7 separate regions of the Mus musculus genome follow, and all the other regions are linked to region 5. Evidence: chromatin contacts called from public HiChIP or PLAC-seq and promoter capture Hi-C data. All regions are on one chromosome and are shown on one strand. Each heading gives the region's core, a stretch centred on a gene start, on an enhancer-like site or on the middle of the called end of the contact. The rest is flanking DNA. Distances are from core to core; before and after follow the strand shown.

Region 1 (3,302 bases), core at 638-3,137, 700 kb after region 5:
ATCTAAATGTAATCCAGAAAAATTACAGCTCATACCAGGGAATAAATTAGCATGGAATGTGAGCTGCCCTCACTCTTTTGTATATTTACTCTTGTTGGGGGTGCCTCTTCCAGTGTGCTAAGATGGACTATTAATAATCATGGCAAGTATCTGAGGCTGGAGGTACAACCAAGATTTCCACCATGCTAGACCCAGAGAAGGTTAGTTACTATATCTCTATAAAGGAGGAAAATAGGGCAACATGAAAGCAGAGAAAAATGAGTGTTCCGAGAGAGACCCCTGGATTTTGTGTGTACTTTTTGATGACTACTGACTGGACTGATGAATTGACTCTGGCACAGTGTAATCTGACGATGGAACTCATCTGAATGCCATTACAGATTAGGGAAAACAATCATGAGTTTGTGCAATTAATCCAAGTCTCTGGCTGAAAGACAAGTACCAAAGACCAGAATCTCACCAATGTACACTGAACTAATACCTAACATCTGAACTTTGTCTGAAAATAGGTCCAAAGTCCTTTCAAGGTTAAATAGATCTTTGCATAGAGTTTGCTTTCCAACAGCCAAAAATTGTGCTGCAAAGTTGCGGAGAAAGAGAGGACCATGCCCACCAGATCCAATAGTGCCTCCTGCTGGAAATGATCAGAACTTCCCATTAGGTCAAACGACCTCAGCTTCTACAAACAGGCTTCATGCTGCTTAAAAGGTTCCCCTTCATATTTAGCGTCACCACACCAGACGTTTGCATAATTCATACTGAACTGCATTTGTGCATTACTTATGTTTTCTTCAAACCGCCCTGAATTACTTAATGTCCAGCTCATTGCCAACTTTCCCAATCCTTCCTGGGGTTTGTACAAGCTGTTCTCTTTGCCAAGCAAACACCTGCCCTTGGTTAAACTCTTCTTTCAGAGTTAAGATGAAAGTTGACTTCTAAGAAGTCTTGCTTAATGATAAAAATTAGACTTATCAGCTACTGTTCTAAGTTCTTTCAAATCATTAAGGTTAACTGCTGGAAATGGGGACGATTATATGTTACATGAGAGTAGAAATTGAGGCAGAAAGGAAATTTGTAAAAGTGTTAGAAAAATGAGCCAGGAAGTTTGTGGTAAAGAAAGGAAACGTTAATGCCTGACTGGAGAACAAGGTAGTTAAGAAAGATGATGGAGAGGGTGCAGAGATGGCTCAGTGCTTAAGAGCATATAACTGCTCTTCCAGAGGCCCCAGGTTCGATTCCTCTACCCAAATGGCAGCTCACAAAGGTCTGTACCTGCAGTTATGTGGGATCTGATGCCCTCTTCTGGCCTCCGCAAGCACATGGTGCAGACAATTAGGAAATACAGTAGAAGGCTGCTCTTTGGGGCATGATCTGCTCAAGTCTCTGTAAATGCTTGCTTTAGTTCTTTTGTACTAACATAAGGGGCACTCTTGGACTGTGAATCCTAGGATCATATAGCTCAAGTGAATGGTCACTGGAGCCCAAGCAGTCTTGAGGTGCAGCCACGTCCGGCTCGATCAGTTTCCAAGTATGACAATTTGCCTCCAAAATAGTCGCGTAAAGGATAGTGTGCATCGAGACACGGGAGAGCTCAAGGCCTGCCTTCCATCATCCCAAGATCGAATGCTGTGAACATCTCCATACTGGTTCCTCCGGTTGTTGCCTTAGGGAGAGGAACGTAAGCCTTCCCCCATTGCTTCAGTGGAAAAAATCTCTCCTCACAGACTCGGCGCCCAGAGGGCTGACCACAGCCCGCCAGGTTCATACCCGGAAGCTTCGCACCCCCAAATTGAGCGCGCGCAGAGGCGGCAAGGGTGGCGGGAAGCGCCTCCGCCCCGTCCCGTCCACTAGTCCGTGTCGGGGGCGTGGCGATAACAAGCCCCGCCCACACCAAGCTGGCCCTCTCGGCAACCGGCACAACACAACAAAATGGCTGCTGTGCTGTCGGTCTCCTGAGGGGAAGTATCCCGGCGTCTCCGCCTCGCCCCTCCCGCTAGGCCGTTCCTTCCCGTGCTGAGGCGGTGAGTGTACTTCGGCGTCCGGACCGAGCCTGGGTGGCGGGCGGCAAAGGCCGGAAAGCCCTGGTCCAGCGTGAGGTGTGCCGGCTCCGGACGCATTCGGGGCGGGGGAGTGTGCTTGGAAAGGGGATTGGACGGGAAGGAGGAGGGCCGGGGCCGGCGTGGGCAGGGGAGGGAGGGCAGGGGAGGAGAGGCGTGCACAGCCTAGGTCGGGGCGCTGCTGAGTCGCAAAGTTGGGGTGCGGCGCTTAGAAGGATGAGGTTCCCGCAGAGAGGGAAGAGTGCCGGGGTGTGTCACCGTCTGCGGGATAACTGCGATGGAGATGGGCTGGCGGTCCTGAGGGCTCTGCTGTTTAACCTCAGTTCTGTGACTCTGAGCTTGTTCCTTTTTTCCTTTTTGAAGCATGTGTGGATGATGGGGGTGGGGGGACGGACACGGGACACATATCGTGATGCGCATATGGAGGGCAAAGGACAACTTTGTGGAGTCGGGTTTTCTCCACTTTTCCGTGGGCTACAGATACAGAACTTAGAACGTCAAATTAGCACAGAAAATGCCCTTACCCACCGAGCCATCTCACTGGGGCTCTGGGCATGTCCCTTAACCACTTCCTAGATGTCTTAGTTAAGGTTTCCATTGCTGTGGTAAGACATTGTGACAGAAAGCAACTCCGGGAGGAAAGGGTTTATTTGGCTCCCATGTCTCTGGTTGCAGTGCATTCTATATCACTAGACAATTCAATTATTTTGTATCCTACATCATAGTCTTCTCTTAAAAAATCTGAAATTATAAACCATCTAGAATTATTCTTATCAAATCCTCATTAAATTATTATGAGGTCCTATGTTACTTCCCCTGATTAGTAAATTATTACTTCTAAGTAATGATTCCTATAGAATTAGGGAAGTATTCAGTGGGTTCCAGAAACCTGGATCACTGAAAGATTAAGTGATGGTTCCACACCCCTGCTTCCCTCCCTGAGTTGCCATAGCTCCTGTGAAGTCTGCATGTAGAAACACACACTATCTCATAGGCTGACCCTCTCAGTGAATCAGGGTTCTGAGAATGGACAGCACTTATGGACAGAAATAGAATCTGCAAGGACAGCTTCGTTGGTTGCAGATGAGCATTTGTCTTATTTGAAGATGGTCTGATACCACACTCAGCTAGTTTTTTCAAAAGTATATTGTTAAACTGGGCTTTCAGTTTCGTTTTGTACATGAAGGTAGTATTTGGCTATAGGGAAACTCAAGGCCAAAGGAAAGCAGCCTCAGGCCAAATTCA
Region 2 (3,231 bases), core at 539-3,038, 980 kb before region 5:
TGAAATGGAGAATGTGCTCGCTCAGAGGCCTGGAACAGCCCTACAGGCAGTCCTAAGCTGGCCAAACTTGGAGAACAGAGGCCAAAAAAAGGTTAGGTTCAGGTGAGAGGGAAAAAGCCAAACCGTGGAGACCCTTGAAAGGGGGTTGGAGAAGTAGCAAAGACTGGACAGCGTGAAGCAAGCAGAAAGGATACTCACTGTTCAGCTCTCAACATGGCTCTGACTGCCATGGCCCCCTAGCTCACTATTCCTATGTCCTAGCCTCTATTCCTTCCACCTCTAGCAACCCTGGTCTCTTCTTGGAATATGCCTGCCTTTAGAATAGTTTCAACTTTGGCCTAGTGTTCAAGATCTTTCAGGAACCAAGCCTAATCAACCTTTCCTACGCCTCCTCTCCCATCTTACCCCTCCTCGGCCAGGAAGCTGCACTAATCACTAACTCCATAGGATCCTTTTTTCCCTATCTGAATCCTACTCCCCTTTAACACACAGTTCAAGTACCACCCTTCGCTGACCTATACCTCTCCTGCTGAATTCCACGGGACGTGGCCTTGTGTCACAGACATCACCTAGTCACAGGCAATGTCTGAACACCCACTGTAAAGCCTTGGAGACTCACTGTACCTTCAACTCCTTTCGTCCACCACTCAACTGCATTTTGACTTTTACTAAGCAAGCACTCTACTATTTTTTTTAAACTTCCTACACTAAGTTTGGCGTTAGCATAAAGGAAGGATGGGGGAGGGTGAAACCTCTGGAGTCAGAGACCAACTAAGAAGCTGTTGCAATAATCCAGATGTGAAGCAAAAACAGCCTAGACTAGGGAACAAAGAGAGAATGGGCAAATACGGACAGCAAAATGTTTGCATGCAAAACGCTCCACGGGAAAACTACGGACGGCAGCAAGGAACGATGAAGGATCAGTAAAGCTATTTCCAAGAAAACCCTTCTGGGAATCATTTTAAACCTCCCCGAGGCAAAGTGCACGAAGTGGTTAAAAAGTCTACATCTGGAGTGGAGGGGGAGACATCGGTAGAACTGCCCAGCGTGTTGAACCAGGCATAGACCTTGCAATGTCAGATATTCACAGCATGAGAGGTCTGTAGGGAGTTCATCTAAACTCTCAGTTCTTACATGGAGAAACTGAGGCCCAGCATGGAATGGGAAAGACTTGCTGAAAACCTCAAGATGGGGCGTCCCAGAATTGAGTAGCCCCCTAACAGTCACCTGGCCTAGGCGAGCAGTATTTTAACACGCCCCCTCCCCAGTCCGTCCTCAGCCCTGCGCCAGTGGCCACGCAGACCACCCAGGCCAAGCTTAACACGCGCCGCCTGTTTACCTGGCACACGGCGATGGCCAGAGGCAGCGGCTCCTGGGCAGCCTCCCGCTGACCCCCGCAAACCGGGCCTGGCTCTCCGGGGACAACGGTCACTAAGACCCCTCGGTACGGGAGGGAGAGCGAGCCGCCCGGGGCGGAGGCTGGAGGGGTGCAGGGCAGCTGCCCCGGGTCGCCACCCCTCGGGGCCAAGCGCCTGGCCTCCGGCAGGTGCCCGGGCCTCAAGACCCCGCCCGGCCGGCCCCGACACTGACCAGGCAGCCTCTCCCCCGTCCCGCCGCGCTCACGGGGGAGGTCGGACAGCCGCCCCACGGGTCGCCCCGACCCTGCCGCCTCTGCCCGCAGCCCGCCAGCCTCACCTGGGCCGCGCGCCGCGTTCACATCGCCCGCCCGCGGCGCCCCCTCCGCCGCCGCCGCCGCCGGCGCCAGGCCCTTCCCCGCCGCTCCCGCTGCCGCCCCTGCCCGCGCCCCCCGCCCCCGGAAGCGCTTCCAGGCCCCGCCCCCTCGGCGCCCGCGCTTCCGGGCAGGCGCGGACCCGGGCGGGTGTCGATATGGCCGGACTTCTCGCGGCGGGCCGGTCGGAATCCCAGCTCCTGGCTAGTGCTGCAGGCCGACCAGTAGACGGGCGGGTAGCTGAACAGCAACCCGGGTTTGGAGCCTGAAATCCCGACTCTGCGGCCCGTGGCCTTCCGCCCGCCTTCTCCTTGGCTCCACCTGCTGGCCGGAGCAGGACTCGACCGTGTGCACCCGGACCCTAAGCCTGTGGAAAGCCCCACACCTACGACCTGCTAAGCCATGCTTTTTAAGTTCTTTATTTCTATTTTTATTATTTTAGGGTCTTGCCTTGAGACAAGGTCTTAAAAAACAGAATTCCACTATATATATAAGGTTGGCCTTCAACTCAAACAGATCTGTGTACCCAGGATTACACTACAAGTGTGAGTCCCCATGCCCAACTACCTGGGCAGCTTTTCTCTTCTGCAAAAAGAAGGCTATCTGGCTTTAAAACAAGATCCCAGCCGGGCAGTGGTGGCACACGCCTTTAATCCCAGCACTTGGGAAGCAGAGGCAGGCAGATTTCTGAGTTCAAGGCCAGCCTGGTCTACAGAGTGAGTTCCAGGACAGCCAGGTCTATAGAAAAACCCTGTCTCGAAAAACCAAATAATAATAATACAAGAACCCACAGGCTGGAGAGATGGCTCAGCAGTTAAGACTGCTGACTGGGATAGCATTTGAAATGTAAATGAAGACAATATCTAATTTAAAAAGACAGCTGACTGTTTAGGTTCAATTCTCAGCACCACATGTCAGGCCTCAATCTGTCTATAACTCCTGTTTTAGAGATCCAACGCCCTTTTCTGGCCTCTCCCAACACTAAGCATGTACGTGGTACCCACACATACATGGAGACAAAACACCCAGCACATACAATAAAAAGGAACAGCTAAAAAGAAGAAGAAAAAGCAAAACAAAACAGACTACCTCGGGCAGGAAGTCTGGGCTTGTTCACAATGTCCACAGCAATGAGATTCTGTTTCCCTGTGAACCCAGCCTGGGGGCTCATCTTTTTTTTTTTTTTTTTTTTTTTTTGTTTTTCGAGACAGGGTTTCTCTGTGTAGCTCTGCTGTCCTGGAACTCACTCTGTAGACCAGGCTGGCCTCGAACTCAGAAATCCACCTGCCTCTGCCTCCCGAGTGCTGGGATTAAAGGCGTGCGTCACCACACCCGGCTGGGGCTCATCATTTTAACTGATTCTTATTGAATGTGTGGGTAACAATCTGGTTTCTCGACGGTGACAGTGCTTGCATGTGTTAAGGACAATGGAGTCTAAAATGTTAAGGATTTGGCCTTCCTGCCAAATGTCTTAAAGGACTGACCATCTATCTACCCTTACT
Region 3 (3,387 bases), core at 27-2,526, 940 kb before region 5:
ACTTGACTCAGGCACTTGATAAAATATGTTTCATCTCCTGTCTATTCCAGATACACTCCACTCCAAAAGTTTCAGTGTTCCTCCCTATGGTGTCTCTGTCTCAGACAATACTTTGGAAACAAGCAGGGAATGGATTCCTATTAGGTTTCTAAGTTCTTCAGTAAACTGCTCCTAGAACTCTGCTACTGTGCTAAGTTAAGGGTCTCAGAGGCAGATGGAAGTCTAGTCCTTCCTAAGCCTGTAGATGCTGGCCTGGTTAAACAGAGCAGCTCCAAACAGCCCTGGAGGCCACCCAGGGTTTCTGGAAAGAGCAAAGAGTTGTGGAGACCTGCGCAAACCACTGCCTAGATCCTGAGATGGGCCTTCACCGTGAAAGCAGTAGCTCCTGACACTTTATTAGGTTTGGTGACACTTGTCAGAACTGAGACCAGACTGTGATCGGGCCACTGGTAATGGTGCCCGGCCAGGGGAGTTTTACAGGGTCATGAGTCACCTTCCATGGCTCAGAGGTCCAGGCAAGGCCCGCCCTGCCTAAACAAACTCAGTTGGGAAGGAGAGAACAAGAACACAACATTGGCAGAGAGAGAGAGAGAGAGAGAGAGAGAGAGAGAGAGAGAGAGACAGACACACACACACACACACAGAGAGACAGACAGACAAATGACCAAGAAGTCAGTGTGACTTTCGGGCCCTGAACCAGAGGGCGGCCCGAGGGGGCAGAAGCAGAGTCAAAAAACACTGAGGCAAGGGAGGAGACAGAGGTAAAGACAAAGTCCAAAGGTTGTCACCACCAAAGATGCAAAGTATAAACTCCAGCTGACAAGAGGCCAGGTGAGGACAAAACAGGTGACAACGGTCTGACAAAGAGGCGAAACTCAGGGCAGCGAGGTTCTCCTTCGCGGCGTCGGTTCGTGCGTGGGTGGCTCGACCCGGAGGTCGCCCCGGGGGCGGATTCTCCAAGAGCTCCAGGCGGCGGTGCACCTGCCGCGGGGTGACCTTGGCCAAGAGGTCGCCCGGGAGGCCGCAGGACTCTAAGCCGGGGCGCCGGGGCTTCGGAGTCACTCGCGCCGTCCCGCATCACCGCCGTCGGAGGGAGAGCAGTGTCCCGTGTCGCGGCCACTCGTGACCCCGACCGCGACCTCCCGCGCGAGCGCCCAGCCTCCCCGCCCCGCAGTACCTTCAGACGGCTCCGCGCCCGTAGCTCCAGCCTACCGGAGCGTCCCCGTTGCCGTACCAAGGCCTTATTCTCCGCCGCCACCGCGGGGACAACTTCCGCCCGAGCCTCTCGTCCCTCGGATACGCTTTCTGATCCCGCCCTCGAAATTGCCAGTGCTTCCGGAGGCGTGTCGTCGACGCTGGGATGTGCGCATGCTCCAGGCGTGCTTTCGGGGCGGGTCTTCAGGAGAGCACGCGCAGGGTACTGGCGTCTGCGCAATGGTCTCGAAGAGTGAGATAATTTCGAGTTCGTAGCTCTGGAAGCCTTAGTGGAAGACTGACTCTTGCAATTTATACGCTCACCCCACCACCACCACCACCACCAAAAAAAAAAAAAAAAAAAAAAAGTAATAACATTTCAAGATGGCTTTAAGTTGGACTTAAATCCACTCGTACCTGCACCTGCTGAGTATCAGGATTGCAAGGATGTGTTCCCCATAGTTGGTGTAGGGTGGATACACAAGCTGGACCCGACACACATTTGTGTCTTAGGTCAGTTTCCCAGGTGTGCGCCTACTTCTTTTTTGTTTTTTTGTTTGTTTTGTTTTGTTTTCTTTCTCTCTCTCTCTCTTTTTTTTTTTTTTTTTGGTTTTTTCGAGACAGGGTTTCTCTGTATAGCTCTGGCTGTCCTGGAGCTCACTTTGTAGACCAGGCTGGCCTTGAACTCAGAAATCCGCCTGCCTCTGCCTCTGCCTCTGCCTCTGCCTCTGCCTCCCAAGTACTGGGATTAAAGGCTTGCGCCACCACCGCCCAGCTTGCACGCCTACTTCTTGGTTGGGCTCTGGAACTCAGCCGTATTTAGAGAGGAGGTTGGGACTCCCCGAGAGAATTATTCAAAGAAATTCTGGGAGGGCTGGAAAAATGGCTCAATAGTTAAGACTACTCATTTCTCTTCCAGGGGACCTGTGTTCAATTTCAAGCACCCAACTGGTGGCACACAGCCTCCCTAACTCCAGTTCCAGGTTATCTGTCTCCCTCTTCCGGCCTCCACTGACACCAGGCAGGCAAACAGTACCCAGACTTGTGTGCAGGCAAAACACACATACACATTAAAAAAAAAAATTTTTTTTTAGAAGTTCGGGGAAACAAAACGAAAGAAAACAAATACTGAAGCACAGAACTGGGAACAGGTGCGGAACATCTTGCTAGGGGAAAAAACGTGGGGATTAAGGGAATGGCTCAGTTGGTAAATCCTTTACAAAGCATTGCAACTTAAGGACCTGAATTCACTCCCAGAACCATATAAAAATAGCAGGTGTGGTGGCAGGATTTTAACGCCAGTGCTGTGGAGGCAGGGATCAGTGAGTTTCAGAATAACAGAGAACCTGCCTAAAAGGAGTGGCTGGCACTAGGGGTTTTCCTTTGACCAGCACAACCACATCTGCATGAACACACATACAAATACACATGCATATAAAAAAGAAAAAATTGGGGCTGGGGTTGGGGTCGGAGAGATGCCTCAGAGGTTAAGAGCACTGGCTGTTCTTCCAGAGGTCCTGAGTTCATTTCCCAGAACCCACATGGTGGCTCACAACCATCCATACTGGGATATGATGTCTTCTTCTGCATGCAGGCGTACAAGCCGATAGAGCACTCCTATACGTAAAATAAATAAATCTTTAAAAAAATGGAGATGGGTTGGAGGCTAAGCCGACTTGGGTGACATAGGCAATTCTGGGTCAACCTGAACTGTGCAATGAGGTCTTGTCTCAAAGAAGCAAAACAGTAAAACCCAACACATCTGACGGTAAAGCCATGAAGAATCAGGGCAGCTGCTCGGCATCATCTGAACGCTACAGTCCATCTCAGTCTTCTTGCTTTGCCTGCCTTAGTCCTTTTTGAAAAAAGTGGTGTATCATTTAAGGAGTTTATTCAACTCAACACTCCAAAATGCTTTCTCCTAATCCTCCTGCAGTGACCTCTATGTGTTCATTCTCTTTGTCCACTTGTGGCAAGAAGTTGATCACAGGCTATGCCTATCCGGAGCTAGTATCTCGCCGGCAAGAATTCACTCGGACAACCGGATTCTTCTATGGCAAATCTTTATTGCTTCATCTGAAGGAAGACCCCGAACAAGGAAAATGGTGCTGCTTATATACCCCTCCGTGTGACGTGTCAGCTCCTGATTAGCTGCTCACTCATCACCCCATGCCTGGCTGGAAGTCAAGTGTC
Region 4 (3,687 bases), core at 714-3,213, 930 kb after region 5:
ACACACACACACACACACACACACACACAGTAAAAGCAAAGCTTTTTAAATAAAAAAGTGACAAAGCCAAGCAAAATTTCAATTGTATAATACTTGAGAAAAAGCCCAATCATTTTCACTAACTCAAGATTTCTGTCTAAAACAGCCAAGTGTAGAACCAAGAAAAGGGGTCTAGAACCAAAACTCAAATTGGTCTGTGAGCAAGAAAAATATAATGATCTTTAGGAATAGAGATTGAGTTCATTCCTAGGGCAGGGCTCCAAATCCACTTCCCACAGGGGGGTCCTAGGGTGGGGCTCCAAATCCAACCCCACTTCGGTGGTCTGAGTACAGGTGAAGGAGACCGCCAACACACCCACACTTTGATCTAAAGCCAGAGACCAGCACTGAAGAGGCAGACTTGGCACTTTTCTCCTGTTCACATTTTAGAATTACATTTGAATTTTAAGCCTTTGTGACTAAGTCACTAAGTATCAGTTGTGAGGACTCAATAAGATCACATTATAAAACACTTAGGGTAGTGCTTAGCCTATTAAGGGTCAGTTTTGCTATGGCTCTCTTTAATTTTGCTATGCTCCCAGTTGGGGGAAGGGTTAAAGTATGGAGAATGATACACACACAGGCTTTTCTGCATAATCCCGAGGATGGAATCCTGTAGGTTTCCTATTACAACACTCTGGAGCCATCTGAGATCCTCAAGATTCGCCTGAGAAAGAGTTAAAGATGCTTCTGGGCAGGGGGATGGGCGTTAGATGGGAGGCCAGGTTGGCTTTGCAAATAATCCGAATGGATGACAGCTGTCTCCGCAGGATGATGGAAAAGCCCACTCAGCCTCCTAAATCTCTTCCACCGTGTCATTCTCCCTGAAATTCCATCTTTAGAAATAATTCCTTTAGATTAGTAAAGCTCCCAGGAGGATAGCAGGACTCCTGCGAGGTTTATTTTCTCTTACTGGGCATCTCCTGACCCCAAGGAGTTATACAATTTAAAGGCTCAAGGAGGTAGTTCGCTCAAGGGCTCTAATTTTTTTATAGAAGATAGCCTGAGGGCCTGCTAACAGTTCTTGCCTTCAAAACTAGGAAGGCTCCAGAAGAGTGGTGAGCTATTTACCTGGAAGGAGAGATCTCTAAGACAAAAGTGGACACAGTATGGGACAGACAATGGAACTGGAAGGAAAGCCAGGGAGACCTCCTTTCTTCTGCCTATACCGCCTACTGTGTCATAGGTTGAAGCCTAGCCCTTTACTAGGAAATTGATTAGTTTCCCGAAGCTGGGGACGGCAGGAAGAGGGTGGGAGTTCTTCCCTGGTTCAGAGGACTGTGGATCACGTAGGGATTGCTGAAGGCTACTTGTTGGGACTGCTTGCTTCCCCTCCCAGGCGCTGGGGCAGAAAAGAAACAAGAATGAGCAGAGGAGGCTGAAGCTGCAGAAGAGGCGCCTCTACCACTCCTGGCTGCCAGGGTCTGTCCTGGTCTGCGTGCACCGCCCGAGATAAAGAAGCGCTGGTGATAGGCACCTGGCATCTAGGACCCAAAGGATAAGCCAGTTCTTGCCTGCTAGGGTGCCGAGCAATGGATACACGCCCCTGCCGCGCGAGTGCGCCCTCTTGACTGCCATGCAGGCTGCACCCCAGCACCCCCAAATCATCATGTATCAGCCCGAGAACCCAGGAATGAAGAAGACGACGGCTCTGCGAAGCGCACACAGTGCAGTGGAGGCACGCCGGCGGTCTGCGGGGGTTCTCACTGCAGGCGGTGGGTCTCGGGACCCAGAGGGGGGCTTGAAGAGGCTGTGCGGGGGACGAGAGACTCACCTCTGAAGGACTCAGGGATCCGCTGAGACTGGACATGGCTGGACTGCCGTTTGTCAGACATAGTGCTGGAGTCAGAGTCGCTCAAAAACTCGTCAGTTCCCAAAGCCGGAGCTTTACTGAGAGCCGTTAGCAACGAAGGGGCTCAAGCTCTGGTGCAGTCCCGCCCCCAGCTGGCGGCCCGCCCAATAGGTGCCCGGGAATGGAGGAGAAGACACGCCTCTCCCGCCCTCAGAGTGCGTGACCGGAGGGGGCGTGGCCTGAAGGGGGTGTTGGCAGGCAGATACTAGGAGGGTAAGACAGTGAGGCCAGAATGCTTAAGGCCCTGCCAGAGTCTCGCTCCAGCTTCCAGTGGGTTGATCCGAGGAGAAGCTGTGAGAACAGGGCGGGGCTGAGGAGCGGTGCAAGGCATCCTGTGATTCCAGGCATTAGTGAGGGGGAAGGCGTCCTCTTGTAGTGGGGGTCTTGCAGATTGAGGGGCGTGCTGAGGGTGCTGAGTATAGCCTGGTACATCGGGTAGGCAGTGAGAGGAAGGAGTTCGCGTCAATGCTCTTGCCCCAAAGAAGACCAATTTCCAGGCGGTACATTACTTTTTTCAGACAAAATTAACTTACGGAGCGCTTGGCCTCTAGCAGGCGAGGGCCTCCCAGTTGATGCAGTGGGCAGAGGTGGACACAGTGCCAGCCCTCGTGAAGTTTGTATTATACCACAAACAAACAAGCTAAGGGTGTTTCGAAAGCAACAGCACGGAGCCCATTTGATTAATCAAAACCGAAAGGCTTCTTTCTATAAATAAGGATGTGGCCCGTGAAAAATGTCCCCTGAAAGAGCCAACCTTGGAATGGGGGCAGACTTATTCATGAGAGGTGAAAGGTCGGGCCTGGATTCTAAAATTACATTTTACAGTGTCCAGGCTCTGGAGGAAGCACTTGCCAGAACCCTCCCAGTCTCAAGTTGCCTCCCTTGCAGTTTGTAACTGAAAACCTCATGTTTGAAAAATCACTGCTGGTTTTTTTTTTTGTTTGTTTGTTTTTGTTTTTGTTTTTCTCCCTGGACTGTCCCAATGCAAACTGTTCAGGGAAATATTAAGGTACACAAAATAAACTTTTAAAAGGCATTTTATTTTGAATAAACATAGAATCACAGAAAGCTGAAAAGACATTATAGTGGTCACAAGGACCCTCTATTCATGTTACTCCTATAGTTAAATCTGTTTTATGTGCAGTCTCAAAATAGGAAATTGGCCCTGACAGAATAAGTATTCAAATATGCCATTTTATCACATGTATATACATTCTTATAAACACAGTTATAAAGATACAGAGCTAGTTCATCACTGCTGAGAGCTCCCTCTTGGAAACATTCTCTCTCTCTCTCTCTCTCTCTCTCTCTCTCTCTCTCTCTCTGACACACACACACACACACACACAGTATTTGCTGTGTAATTCCAGATGCCTTGTGGTGGTTCCCTCTCATGAAATGCTGTCCCTTGACTTTATAGCTCTGGAACACTGATATTGTCCAGAAGAAAGCAGGAAAGTGACAGTGGGAAGGATCAAGTCGACCTTTGCTTGAGGGTGAAGGTTCTAGAATTTTAAGCTTTGTGATTCAGCTTTCTCAAATTGACTTCCCATAAAATAGGTCAAATATTTATAGTCCTGGGGATGATGTCCCAACTCATGTAATCACATGGTTAGCCTTTTATCGATAAGCTGCTCGTAGAGAAGGCGGGGGCTATGGTAGCTTAATGGTCTGTTCTCTCGGAATCTTCCTTGACAAAGTCCACAGCTTCATTTTCCCCATTCTGCCATAAATAAACCCCAGGGTGTGAACTTCCTGTATATGCTGTGGCTCTCGGGGAAGCAGTGCAAATAGGA
Region 5 (3,471 bases), core at 385-2,884:
TAAGGTAAACCAACTCTTCCTCCCCCAGTAGCCAGCAATTGTCCATAACTCGTCTAGGAACTGGGCTTGTGAGCTCCTCTTGCTTCCATTCTGGAATGTTGACTGGCTTCATCTTGTGCGTTTCTTTTTTTGGGGGGGGGGGTTGGGGTTTTGAGACAGGGTTTCTCTGTATATCCCTGGCTGTTCTGGAACTCACTTTGTAGACCAGGCTGGCCTTGAACTCAGAAATCCATCTGCTTCTCCCTCCCGAGTGCTGGGATTAAAGGCATGTGCCACCATGCCCGGCTATCTTGTGCATTTCTTGTACAGGTAACCAGAGGTAGTGTGAATTCATGAATGCAGAGAAGGTATTGTTTCTTCTGGGCCTCTGGCTGTTACAATCTTTCTGTTCCCAATTTCAATGGTGGTCTCTGAGCCTTTCAGTGAAGGTGCTATGTATCCTGTTGCAGGGTATTTGATCACACTGTGAACCCCACGGTTGTGTTACTGAAAAAACCTGTTTTTAGTTGTGGTGTGGCTCAGCCCTTAGCTCACACCTTTAATCCCTCTGGTTGGAATACAGATGTGCCCTTAGTACACACCTTTAATCGCAAACAATGAAGGTAAAGTTAGTTGGTAAATGGAAGCAAGCAGCCATGTTTGAAAGTGATGTCTAATTGAATGACAAAGTGATGCATCAGAAAAAGATTTGACAGAATAGGATATACCCAACTCTCAAGAGAAGAGGGAAGGAGGCAGTTTTACAAGGAGAGTTTGATACAGACAGGTTGAAGAGAGAACAAGCTAGACACAGGTGAAGATAGAATGAGCCAAAGAAAAAGAACCAGGGGATTAGAACAGGTTGCTTAAATTAGAATGAAGCCTAGCAGAGCAATTCTGTCAGAAACTGAGTGGAGCCAGATTGAATCAGTCAGCTTGGAGAAAAGTTTGAGCCAGAATCGCCAGTCCGAGATCAGAAAGTACTAGAAAGGATGATCGTATTCAGCAGCAAACATTTCAGGCTGAAAACATTCTAGGCTTTGATTAGATTCAATGGAGGCTGAAAAATTCCAGGACTAGGTCTAGGTTAGCAGACTGAGATAGTAAGCCTCCAGACGACAATTACTACAGAACGACAGGAGAATAAGTTACAATTACAGTGTCCTACTGTGGCTGAGCACTCGATGGACATTTCATCTGTGCACCATGGCCACTTGTGAGAGTTTCTGTATTAACCATTGTCCACTGCAGTAAAAAAACAAAACAAAATAAAACAAAAAAATACCCAAACTTCTCTGATTAGGTGTGAGAGCGTCACTAATCTGGGTTTAGATAGTAATTTAAAAAGCAGTTTGATACTATGTCCATGTAGCAAATAATAGTTGCAGTGAACTCTTCTTTCTGATATGGCGGTTAAGATGAAGACTTTTCCCTGTAAAAGTAAGACGTAGCTTACAGAGATCCTTACACTTGAAGGTAAACAGAAGTTGGTTAACCTGCTCCAGAAACGGCCAAGGGCAGCACGCATGCGCAACCACCCACCAGTTCCCGCCCCTTGTCCCGCCCCCGGGAGGCAGCGACTTCTCGTTCCTGGCTCTGGGGCTTGCGCACTGCGTCCCCAGCCAAAGGCGTCTTGCAGATCGGGGACTTCCGGTACGCGGGGTACGGTTCCGGGTCGTGGCGCGGCTCTGGGTAACAGGGCTGCTGTTGCCGGCCGGCGGCGGCGGGGTCATGAGGGCGTGCCCGGGGCGCCAGGGCCGAGTGGGCCGGTAGGACTGCCGAGGACTTCGTAGGCGCTGGGTTCGGTGCAGGGGCCGGGAGGCGTGGGGGAGTCGGGACCTCCCTCAGGGACGTGTCCCGGGCGAGGCGGCCTGTAGTGTGGGAGCAGCTTCAGGTAAAGGTTGCCCCAGCCGTCGCCCCCTCGCCCGCGGGACCCTCCGACCTCTCAGCACCCCGCTGCCGTCGCTGCCCAGCGGCGCCCGTTGGGGCTGTGCTCGGTGGCCTGGGAACATCGGTTTCCTTGCTCTTCCTGAGCCTGACAGCTGGGTGTGTGACTTAGGTGAGGAGAGACTTTGGACCTGGTTGTGCGGGGGCGGGGGAGGGGGCAGTCCTTGGCTCTGGCGGTTTCGGGTCTCGGAACTCTGCAAGGTCCGGTGCCCAAGTTCCATCCTGTGAAATCAACTTTTCAAAGCATTGCCAGGGCAGTCCTGAAACGGTCCCACTGATTGTTTATATCCCGAGAGCGCTGCGGGGAACTTGGAGTCCGTTTTTCTGTTTATGGGAGTGACAAGGAATGGTGAAGTTGCGGGGGCCGTGGGGGGGGGGTTGGGAAGAAGAAAAGATTATAGTTTAAAGAAGTGTATAACTCAAGCCAGAAGCTCTAAGATGAAACAGGGACCTCACAATTTGTTACAGCTTCCAATGAATGACCGCAGTATTTGAAACTGTCACTGTTCCCAACTCTGTGCAAAGCACCATGTTTATTACAAACCCCCAAAGGGCCGAGTTCAAAACCTTCCCAGGTGTAAACAGGAACGTGTACAGACACATCAGTTGATGAGGTCGGCCTTCGCAGGACTCACAGAAAGGATGGGTCCCTATTGTGCACAACCACCAGGGCAGAAATAAAGTGCGTTACTCCTATGTTTAGGAGCCACCCAAGCTGCAGTGACAAATCTTGCTCAATGCTATTTGCCCCCATCTTTTTCAGTCACACCCCTTCAAGCTTACTGGACGCTAGGGAGGGGCATGCCAGGTGTCCCTTTCCTTTAAGCTTTGCTCATATCTGCCTTCTGCTACTAAATGTGAATAGTGCCTGCGACGCCTCTATAATCTTGTGGCTCTCTGCTAGTGTTTAACAGCTAACCTTTTAAAAGTCCCTGCTATGGGCCTTTCTTCTGGATAAGTAGGATCTCACATCATTTTTGATTTGTTCTCACATAAACTTTTTTTTTTCCTCACCCTGTCCTGCCTAGACACTTCCTATGTTTTGATTTCTATTGCTAATGCTTCCCATGGTCCAACTGATGGTGGTCTCACTCAGCCAATTAAGGACAATCCCAGCTTTGAATGAGTGATTCATTGACCCTCCCATTTTTAAGAATTATTTTAAATATGTATGTGTGTCCATGTGGGATTTGTTTGTGTACATGTGAGGGCAGTTGCCTACAGTGGTCAGAAGAGCCAAAGAGCGTGTCAGATCCCCTAGGACTGGAGCCGTTGGTGCTGTGAGCGGCACATTGTAGGTGCTGGGAACTGAACTTGGGTACTGCACAAGAGCAGTGCTGGTTCTTAATTGCTGAACCATTTCTCCATCCCCTGGGAATGATTTCTTCCGGAAAACCCTATAAGCGCCCCTTATTTACAGTCCCTTAGCAAGCATTCATTGTGCATGGATATAGGTCAGCCACTGCATGGCAGTTTAATAAGTAAGACTCAGTCATTGTGTACAGCCAGTTCTTACGGTGAGAGGGACACGTGTGAGAGTTTTTC
Region 6 (3,274 bases), core at 719-3,218, 770 kb before region 5:
GGCTTTGTCTTGTACCCCAATTCAGTCACTCTGCGCAGGTTTCCGGGACAACAGATGGCACCTAGGGGCACCCCACCACTGTCGGCTGGAAGGAGATGATTCGCCCCAGCCCGGAGACACGCAGCCCTTTGAGCCATCGGAGCTGCCGGGCCCAGTGGAGCGCAGAGCCGGCCGCAGGGCGGCGTGGGCCCTTCCCGGCAGGGACCGGCCGGGCTGGAGTGCTGGTCCATGGCGGGGAAAGAGAGGAGGGCGAGAGGCGCTTACTGTTGGTAGTCTTGTTTGCAGTACAGTTTCCGATCCCGGAAGTAGCAGCTGGTGGTGAGGGCTTGCTGACATGCCGCGCACTGCAAACACTCCTCGTGCCAGGACGACTCGTTGACTCGCATCAGGAAGCGGTCGGAGATGGGCCGCTGGCAGCCCTCGCAGACGGCGGGATGCGGGCAGTCGGAGCCTGCAGCGCACAGGGCGAGAGCCGGGCCGTCAGCGCCGCTTGGCCCAGCCCCGGAGCGCCTCCCGTCGCCTGAGGACCCCAGCCGGCGAGCCAGAGACCCGGCAGCCCTAGACAGCACGCTCCTTTCCGTAAGCTGGGGCGCCGTGAGGCCGAGGGCCTGCAGCCTTGGCTGGGCGCTGCGCTCTCCCCGCTCGCGGAGATCCAGCGGATGGTGTTATTACCAACGAGAAGGAGCTCCGCGCGGGGTGGCCGGCTGGAACCCAACCAGCGAGGTGAGGCCAGGACACTCGCTGGCTGACACGCCCCACGATGCTGTTGGAACCTTCTACCCCAAGAACCGCGGTTGGGATAGACCCGGGGATAGTTTTCTCTTCTAAAAGCTCCCCTTCCCCAGGTGACCTGGCCTCTCTCCCGGGCTCTAAGGAGACAACTTGGTTCTCCAGCATCCCTGCCACCCGCTTCCCACCCCAGCTCAGTCCAGTGTAGCAGCACTAGAACCCAGACCCGGAGAGGACGGTGTGAGTGACGGCTGAGGCTGTTCAGTCCTCTGTCTAGGTGACGTCCCTGAACGTTTTCCCCTCAGGGAGCTCTGTCTCGGTGTGCTTGTTACCCCTCCGGTGGTCATTCCAGGGGTCCGGACCCCCTCCCCACGTCCTGAAAACCTATTTTCTTTATTCTTTGCCCCTCACGCCGGTATCCACAGCGGCACGACGGACAACCCTACCCCCTGACCCGCACTATTCGAGCGTTGCGACCCAGCACTCACCCAGCAGCACCCCCAGGGTGGCGGGCCCGGGGCGAAGGGCGTGCTCCTCCATCTTGATGCCGTCCAACATCTTGATGCCGTCCAACATCTTGGCGCAGTCCGTCTGCCCGCGAGGGAAGCACCTCTCCAGCGACTCGGGACCTGTTGCTATATCCATGGGACGCCCGGCGCGCTGCGGACCCCGCCGGCTGGGCCGCTCACCCTCCGGCCCGTCCGCCCGCTCCGCTGCAGCCGGGGAGGCGCGGCGCCCGCGGGGTCGGGGCCGCCCGCTGCCCCGGGGCGAGCGTGGAGCGGCGGCGCGCTGGCCCCGGGCCCCGGCGTCGTGCGGGAGGGCCCGGGCGGCTGGCAGCCCCGCGCGCCGCTCTCTACCGGCTACTCGCAGCCACGCGCACTCGCTGCTCGCCTGTCACCTGCTTGTCAGCCCCGGGTCCCGGCTGCAGCAGCGGGCGGCACGCGGAGCCGCCCGGAGGAGTAGGAGGAGGCGGCGGCGGCGGCGGCGGGCGGGGGAGGGGGCGGGGGTGCAGGGGCGGCCCCGCGGGCTGGGGGGGCGCGGGCGTCGCAGCAGGGTCCCGGGCGGGGCGCAGCAGGCCGCGGGGCTCCAGGCGCGCTCCCCGCACTACTCCAGTGCCATGGTGCGCCCGAGGAGCCGCTCGGTTTAGAGCTGGGGCTGGCGGCGGAGGGATACTCCGGCCCCGAGCCGCCTCACCCCTCCTCAAACTTCCTGACATTTGAACTCATTGGTGCGCCTCGTATCACTGCGCCGGGATGAGCCGGCTGCTCCACGTCAAATAGTGCCGTCGCCTCCCCCCCTCCCTGCGGGAGGGCTCCCTTAGCCCCCGTCCTGCACCCCGTGCCGCGCCCTGAATCCAGGCGACCATCCTGTCCACCATTGGCAGAAGTTTGGTTAGCCATCGAAACAAATCCTGTGCCCCACCCCTCTTGAAAAATTGATTTGGGAGTTGGGGAAATCAGGCTTTCTTTTTTTTCTTTCTTGCCTTTTTTATTATTAATATTTTTGTTGTTTTTTTTTTAAGCTCCAGCGCTCAGAGGAGTGGCCCCAAGCGAGGCCAGACTGTGAGGACGGCGGGGAACGCAGCGACTTCTCCAGGGGACAGCGCCAGGCGGGAGCGGCTGGCCCAAACCCGGACTCGTAGTCTAAGGTAGGTCGCAGGGTCTGAGTTGGTGTCCCCTCGGGAGGCGGGGCCTGCACCGGACAGCCTGGTGTGCTGAGAGGGCTCCTAGGGTCGAGGGATGGGGAACATCAAATGTAAGCAAGAACCGCTGGCCCCGGACTCGCCAAAGGGAACCCTGACCTGGGGAGGGGGTGTAAGGGCTGTAGTTTGAGTAAGTAGTCCCAAAAAGCCCAGGCCTGGCAGAAATAGGGCGGGGGAATGAGTTGAGGGGGCTCTCATAGCCAGAATGGGAGATCTTGGGTGAAAGAGGACGGTCAGGCCCGGGTTGAGACCAAGAGAGTGTTAAGAGGGTCAACAGGGCTCGGAAAGATATCTTGTTCCCGGCCGGGGTCAGTGGGCGAAGGCTGGGCCTCCCAAGGCTTGGAGTATGAGGGGCAGGTAAGAAGTGGTGTCCTCAAGATCTAGGGGTGGAGGCCTGGAACGGCATGGGTACAGTCGTTCTAAGGAAATCTGTGTGACCTCTGAAATCGGTGCCCTTTCATTGTGGCTAAGGGACCTGGCCAGGGTTAGAGACTGAGCGCTGGCCACCCTTGGCAAAGTGGGCCTCGACAGCGGGCAACGCAAGGCCAGCGGCACGCAGCTGGAGACTCCTGGGTGCATCCGGCCAGACATCCGCGAGAAAACTAGAAGACGTCGCATCGGGAAACAGGGTACCTTCGGCCCCACCACTCCCGCGCGGGTTTCGTCCTGGAATAGCAGGAGGGATGGTGCGGTCCCAGGGCAGGAGTTAACAGCCCCTGCGAGCTGCTGCTGGGCGGCCCTGGCCCCTCCGGCTGTGGAGCAGCGGCGCGAAGCCGGGAGGGGATGGAGGGCTCGGAGGGCGGGTCCCCTGACCCCGCTAGAGGCGAGAGGGCGGATCAGATT
Region 7 (3,730 bases), core at 1,211-3,710, 790 kb after region 5:
TACTTTTAAAATACTTGTGTATGACTGTATGTGTGCACATGTGGCACACATGTAGATATTAGAGAGAATAACTAGCATGAATCCTTTCTCTCCTCCTTCTGGGTGGGTTCCAGAATCTAAGTCTGGTTGTCAGCGTGGCAGCAAAAGACTTTACCTACTGAGCCATCTTGCCAGGCCCACATTGCTAACGTTTTTAATGTCATAAACACCTCGAGAGCTATAGTTTGAACATTTTTATCTTACAAGTCTTGCTAAGAGTATGCAAATAAGACCTATAAAACCTGGCTGCAAGAAATTTTCAAGCTCTGTTGCAAAGCTTAAGTTTACAAATATACAATTTAACATGAAAAATATAAAGCAAATTTTTTTAAAAAGCCTTAATTCCAAGGAATTTTCAATAGCAATTATAATCTAAGGTTTTTACACCTTTACAATAACTCCACTTACTGAGCCCCTAATATAAACTAGCTACTTTATAAACAATTTCTAACCCTAAAAATTCATTTTACAAGTTAGGAAACCGGGTCAGAAGTGATTTACTGATGGTTATATACTACTAAATGGGCAGGTAAGATTAAGCCAGAGTCTACTTCGACAGTACTTGTCCAACAGATATTAAACACCCATTATATGGCTAGCAAAACTACAGGCAACTTGCATGTCAAACCTGAGCTTTCTTTAATTCTAGTTAATCCTTAAAATGACCCTGAAATGTGGGCACAATTTATAAGGACACTGAGTCTGGGAGGTTAGCTAACTTGGTTAGGATCAATTCAGTAACTAACATGTAGGTATGGTTTGGGCGATTTTACTTGACCATGCACGAAAGCGTGTAGGCTAAGGTTTTGTGCCTTGGGTTCTGCCATTTCCTAGTTACACTGAATTCCCGAGATAATCGCCTGCTGCAGGGAAGGGAAAAGAGGAAGCTGCATTATTAATGGGTCAAATTTGTACTCAACAATCACATTTACATAAAAGGTAATTGAAACAACATGTCATGACCAGTAAACTTTCCAAGAATTTCCATACTTGGCTGTGCAGCCACCAAGAACATAGCTTTCTTCACAAATACGGAGGACATGCTACCACCACCTCTCCTCCAAGGAGCATTTGCCAGAGTAGCAGCTGACATGATAGATTTTGGGTCTTATCAGTTCTCACCCAGTGTGAATGGAGAGAAAATGGAATTCAGTTGTCTCCTCTCTGAACCGATCCAGTATTGTGTATCTCAGCCCTCGTGGAATGTACTGTAGTACAAAACATACCAGCCAGGATAGGGAGAAGCCATCATTTGTGTTCCATCATTACTCAGCTACAGGACAACTTCTGGCTTCGGTCCGTCCCTCGCCCCTTATTAAAAAAATGCGGAAAACTCTCAAAAGGCACTCGAAGCAAGCAAGCTATGTGTGAAGACACCTAAACCCGTGTCTGGCACACACTGGAGTTTTAGCGTTCCCGTTCCATCGTCTTTTCTCAAATTCTCGAGATGCCCAAACTTTTTCCCTTCGTTCTTTCTAGATGCTGTCTAGGTTCCAACCAGTGCAGGCTGGCCAGGGACTTTACAGGGATTCGGAGAACCTCGCGCACAGTCCCACACGCCCAATCCTCAGCCGGGACGACAGAGCGGTGGCTTACAAGGACACGGGAGCCAGCCCGAGACGCCGAAGCGCTGCCTTTTGTTGAGGCCCTGTAGGGTGGGACTGCCACGGCTGGGGGCTCGTGGGTGGCAGGCCGGCGCGCCACGCGTGGGGCAACACTGCGGGGGTGTTCTACAGCCGCGGGCAAAGGCGGCGAGACTCGGGCCTGCGGAGGCCGCGGCTGTGCCCCGCAGGTCGGACGGATGAGGTGGGAACACACCCTCCCTGCACGCCTCGGAGCCCGGCTGCGGGCAGGGAGCGCGAGCCGCCCGGGACGGCGCGGGCGACAGCTCGCCCCGCGGAGTCCTGTCAGGCCGGCGCCCTCCGCCGACCCCCGGGCTGGCCGCGGCCTGCGGGGCCCAGCCCGGGACGCCGCCCGCCTACCTCTCGGCTCGCCTCCGCCCCTTGGAAGGGCCGGGCTGGGAGGCTGGCTCCGGCGGCCCCTGCGGAAGGCCTTGGTTACCTGGGGGGTTGCTGGTGGCTGGGCAGCTTTCCGGACGGGAGGGGGACGTCAGGACGAGGAAGCGGAGGGCGGACGCGGCGGGAGGGAGGCCGGAATCCGTCAGCCGAGGCCCTGGCAGGTAGGCGGGCTGGCCGGAGGTTGCAGACACTCGGGTGGCAGTCGCGGTGGCGGCGGCGGCTGCTCCTGCGGCTCCCTCAGGATCTTCCTCGGGCTGGCCCAAGATGGCGGCGCTCCCTGCACAGGGTTTCCTGTCACCCTCGCAATGGGCCGGACCACAAAAGAAGGGGGGAGGATGCGCGCGCAGCCAGCGGAGCCCGGAAGAGGGTGGTGGAGACTAACCTGACGGCCACGCCCCTTCGTCAGTTCGCCCCTCCGGAGTAGACCCGCCTCGGCCTCGGCCCGCCCCCACTGGTCCTCACGCCTGAAGGAGGCGGGGAAAGGAGCCTGCGCAAGCGTAGTCGTGTGCCACGCCTCCCGGCGGAGTTACTGCGCAGGTTCGCACGCTGTTTTCTAAGGGTTGACAGTGTCTGTCCAGAATTGTCGCCGTTAGAGACCTAACTATTTTTAATACGCGTAACTGCTTATCACTGGGCCGCCTCTGTATACCGGCTTCTGGAACACACACGTATTTACTGCATTTATTCAACATTTACAGACCAATTGGAGACTAGTAGGAACAAGGCTGGCCAACACCCAGAGACGCTTCTCGTGCCATCAGAGGCAAAAGGGTGGTTCACATTGACCAACCCATTTGTATAATCATGTAGCTAGGAGGTGGCCCTTTCTTGTGTTTCATCTTTGTCTAGCTTAACCTTGCTTTGCGGACACCAGCAACAGGAAGAGGGAAACTTGACATTTTTACTCCCACCTTCCCAAGACACTTCCCACTCCCACCTTCCCAAGACACCTTGGTGAAAGCAACAGTTTCACTTTCTTGGTCTTTCGTCTTTTTGCCTTGTAGAACCTGGATGTGGATTTACTTATCTTACATTTACGTTTATCTTACATTTCCTTTTTTTATCTTATTATTTATTTGACATTTACGTTATTTATCTTACATTTACGTTTAATTTATATTTTACAATTACATTGCCACAAGGATGGATATGTTAATAACGCAAAGCAAAGCAATTTTTTTTTTCAGCATAGAAGTTGACCTTTTTTCTCCTGATTTTTTTTGAGGAGTGGAGTGGGGTTCAATACAGGATTTCAGTATGTACTTCTGGTTCCCCTGGAACTCACTATGTGAATCAGGGTGGCCTCTAACTTGCAGAGATTTGCCAGTCTCTGTATTCCCGTGTTATGGTTAAAGACATGCACCATCACACCCAGGTTTCCCCCCATGATTTTAAAGGATTTGGTACATATCTTGTGTGTCTCTGAAGGGACTATGGACTGTAACCATTATCCCTACCATGCCTAGTGGATAAAATGGCCCTTTCCAGAACCCCCAAAGAAAAGTCGCAATTCTAAGCGTTTAAAACCTTTCGTTGTAAACTGGTTCTGCCTTAGGAAAGTGAGATGTCATTAGAAAAATACATAGCAGTTTGAAAATCTCTTGTTTTGATAAATACATGATACAGACAACAGTTTTATACATGTCATTTACTTTCTCAGGTCCTCAGACTTT

Evidence for each region. Promoter capture Hi-C pulls out the DNA fragments that hold promoters and counts their contacts. HiChIP or PLAC-seq counts read pairs in DNA pulled down with a chosen protein or histone mark.
Region 1: a contact with region 5 is called in a promoter capture Hi-C map of erythroid cells, with 5 times the contacts expected there. The contact joins the promoter of Cntrl here to the promoter of Mapkap1 in region 5. A contact is called at or near these places in 2 of 39 promoter capture datasets (erythroid cells and pre-B cells).
Region 2: a contact with region 5 is called in a promoter capture Hi-C map of liver, with 4 times the contacts expected there. The contact joins the promoter of Zbtb34 here to the promoter of Mapkap1 in region 5. A contact is called at or near these places in 4 of 39 promoter capture datasets (hippocampal neurons, liver and pre-B cells), 1 of 115 datasets of contacts at active chromatin or transcription factors (astrocytes) and 1 of 9 other capture datasets (adipose tissue).
Region 3: a contact with region 5 is called in a promoter capture Hi-C map of liver, with 3 times the contacts expected there. The contact joins the promoter of Zbtb43 here to the promoter of Mapkap1 in region 5. A contact is called at or near these places in 6 of 39 promoter capture datasets (the 3T3-L1 cell line, hematopoietic stem and progenitor cells, hippocampal neurons and 2 more), 1 of 484 Hi-C or Micro-C datasets (Th1 cells) and 2 of 115 datasets of contacts at active chromatin or transcription factors (astrocytes and large pre-B cells).
Region 4: a contact with region 5 is called in a promoter capture Hi-C map of erythroid cells, with 4 times the contacts expected there. The contact joins the promoter of Stom here to the promoter of Mapkap1 in region 5. A contact is called at or near these places in 1 of 39 promoter capture datasets (erythroid cells) and 1 of 115 datasets of contacts at active chromatin or transcription factors (pancreatic cancer cells).
Region 6: a contact with region 5 is called in an H3K27ac HiChIP or PLAC-seq map of microglia, with 5 times the contacts expected there. The contact joins the promoter of C130021I20Rik here to the promoter of Mapkap1 in region 5. A contact is called at or near these places in 2 of 39 promoter capture datasets (hippocampal neurons and liver) and 1 of 115 datasets of contacts at active chromatin or transcription factors (microglia).
Region 7: a contact with region 5 is called in a promoter capture Hi-C map of liver, with 2.6 times the contacts expected there. The contact joins the promoter of Rab14 here to the promoter of Mapkap1 in region 5. A contact is called at or near these places in 3 of 39 promoter capture datasets (cranial neural crest, liver and pre-B cells).

What each region holds. Positions count from the first base shown.
Region 1 is chr2:35,107,609-35,110,910 of GRCm38.p6, forward strand. Cntrl (centriolin) reads left to right here and starts at 1,888. Exons shown (of 44, transcript NM_001379274.1): 1 at 1,888-2,021.
Region 2 is chr2:33,429,536-33,432,766 of GRCm38.p6, forward strand. It overlaps Zbtb34 (zinc finger and BTB domain containing 34), which reads right to left and starts at 1,789. Exons shown (of 3, transcript NM_001085507.1): 1 at 1,696-1,789.
Region 3 is chr2:33,467,256-33,470,642 of GRCm38.p6, forward strand. It overlaps Zbtb43 (zinc finger and BTB domain containing 43), which reads right to left and starts at 1,277. Exons shown (of 3, transcript NM_001025594.1): 1 at 1,178-1,277.
Region 4 is chr2:35,335,046-35,338,732 of GRCm38.p6, forward strand. It overlaps Stom (stomatin), which reads right to left and starts at 1,964. Exons shown (of 7, transcript NM_013515.2): 1 at 1,814-1,964. The coding sequence starts at 1,874.
Region 5 is chr2:34,405,217-34,408,687 of GRCm38.p6, forward strand. Mapkap1 (mitogen-activated protein kinase associated protein 1) reads left to right here and starts at 1,635. Exons shown (of 12, transcript NM_177345.4): 1 at 1,635-2,038.
Region 6 is chr2:33,639,225-33,642,498 of GRCm38.p6, forward strand. C130021I20Rik (Riken cDNA C130021I20 gene) reads left to right here and starts at 1,969. Exons shown (of 3, transcript NR_046275.1): 1 at 1,969-2,120; 2 at 2,252-2,377; 3 at 2,903-3,274. It overlaps Lmx1b (LIM homeobox transcription factor 1 beta), which reads right to left and starts at 1,874. Exons shown (of 8, transcript NM_010725.3): 1 at 1,218-1,874; 2 at 265-451. The coding sequence starts at 1,374. It overlaps Gm39790 (a long non-coding RNA gene), which reads left to right and starts at 437. Exons shown (of 3, transcript XR_866136.3): 1 at 437-723; 2 at 846-1,006; 3 at 1,155-1,247.
Region 7 is chr2:35,198,660-35,202,389 of GRCm38.p6, forward strand. It overlaps Rab14 (RAB14, member RAS oncogene family), which reads right to left and starts at 2,461. Exons shown (of 8, transcript NM_026697.4): 1 at 2,101-2,461.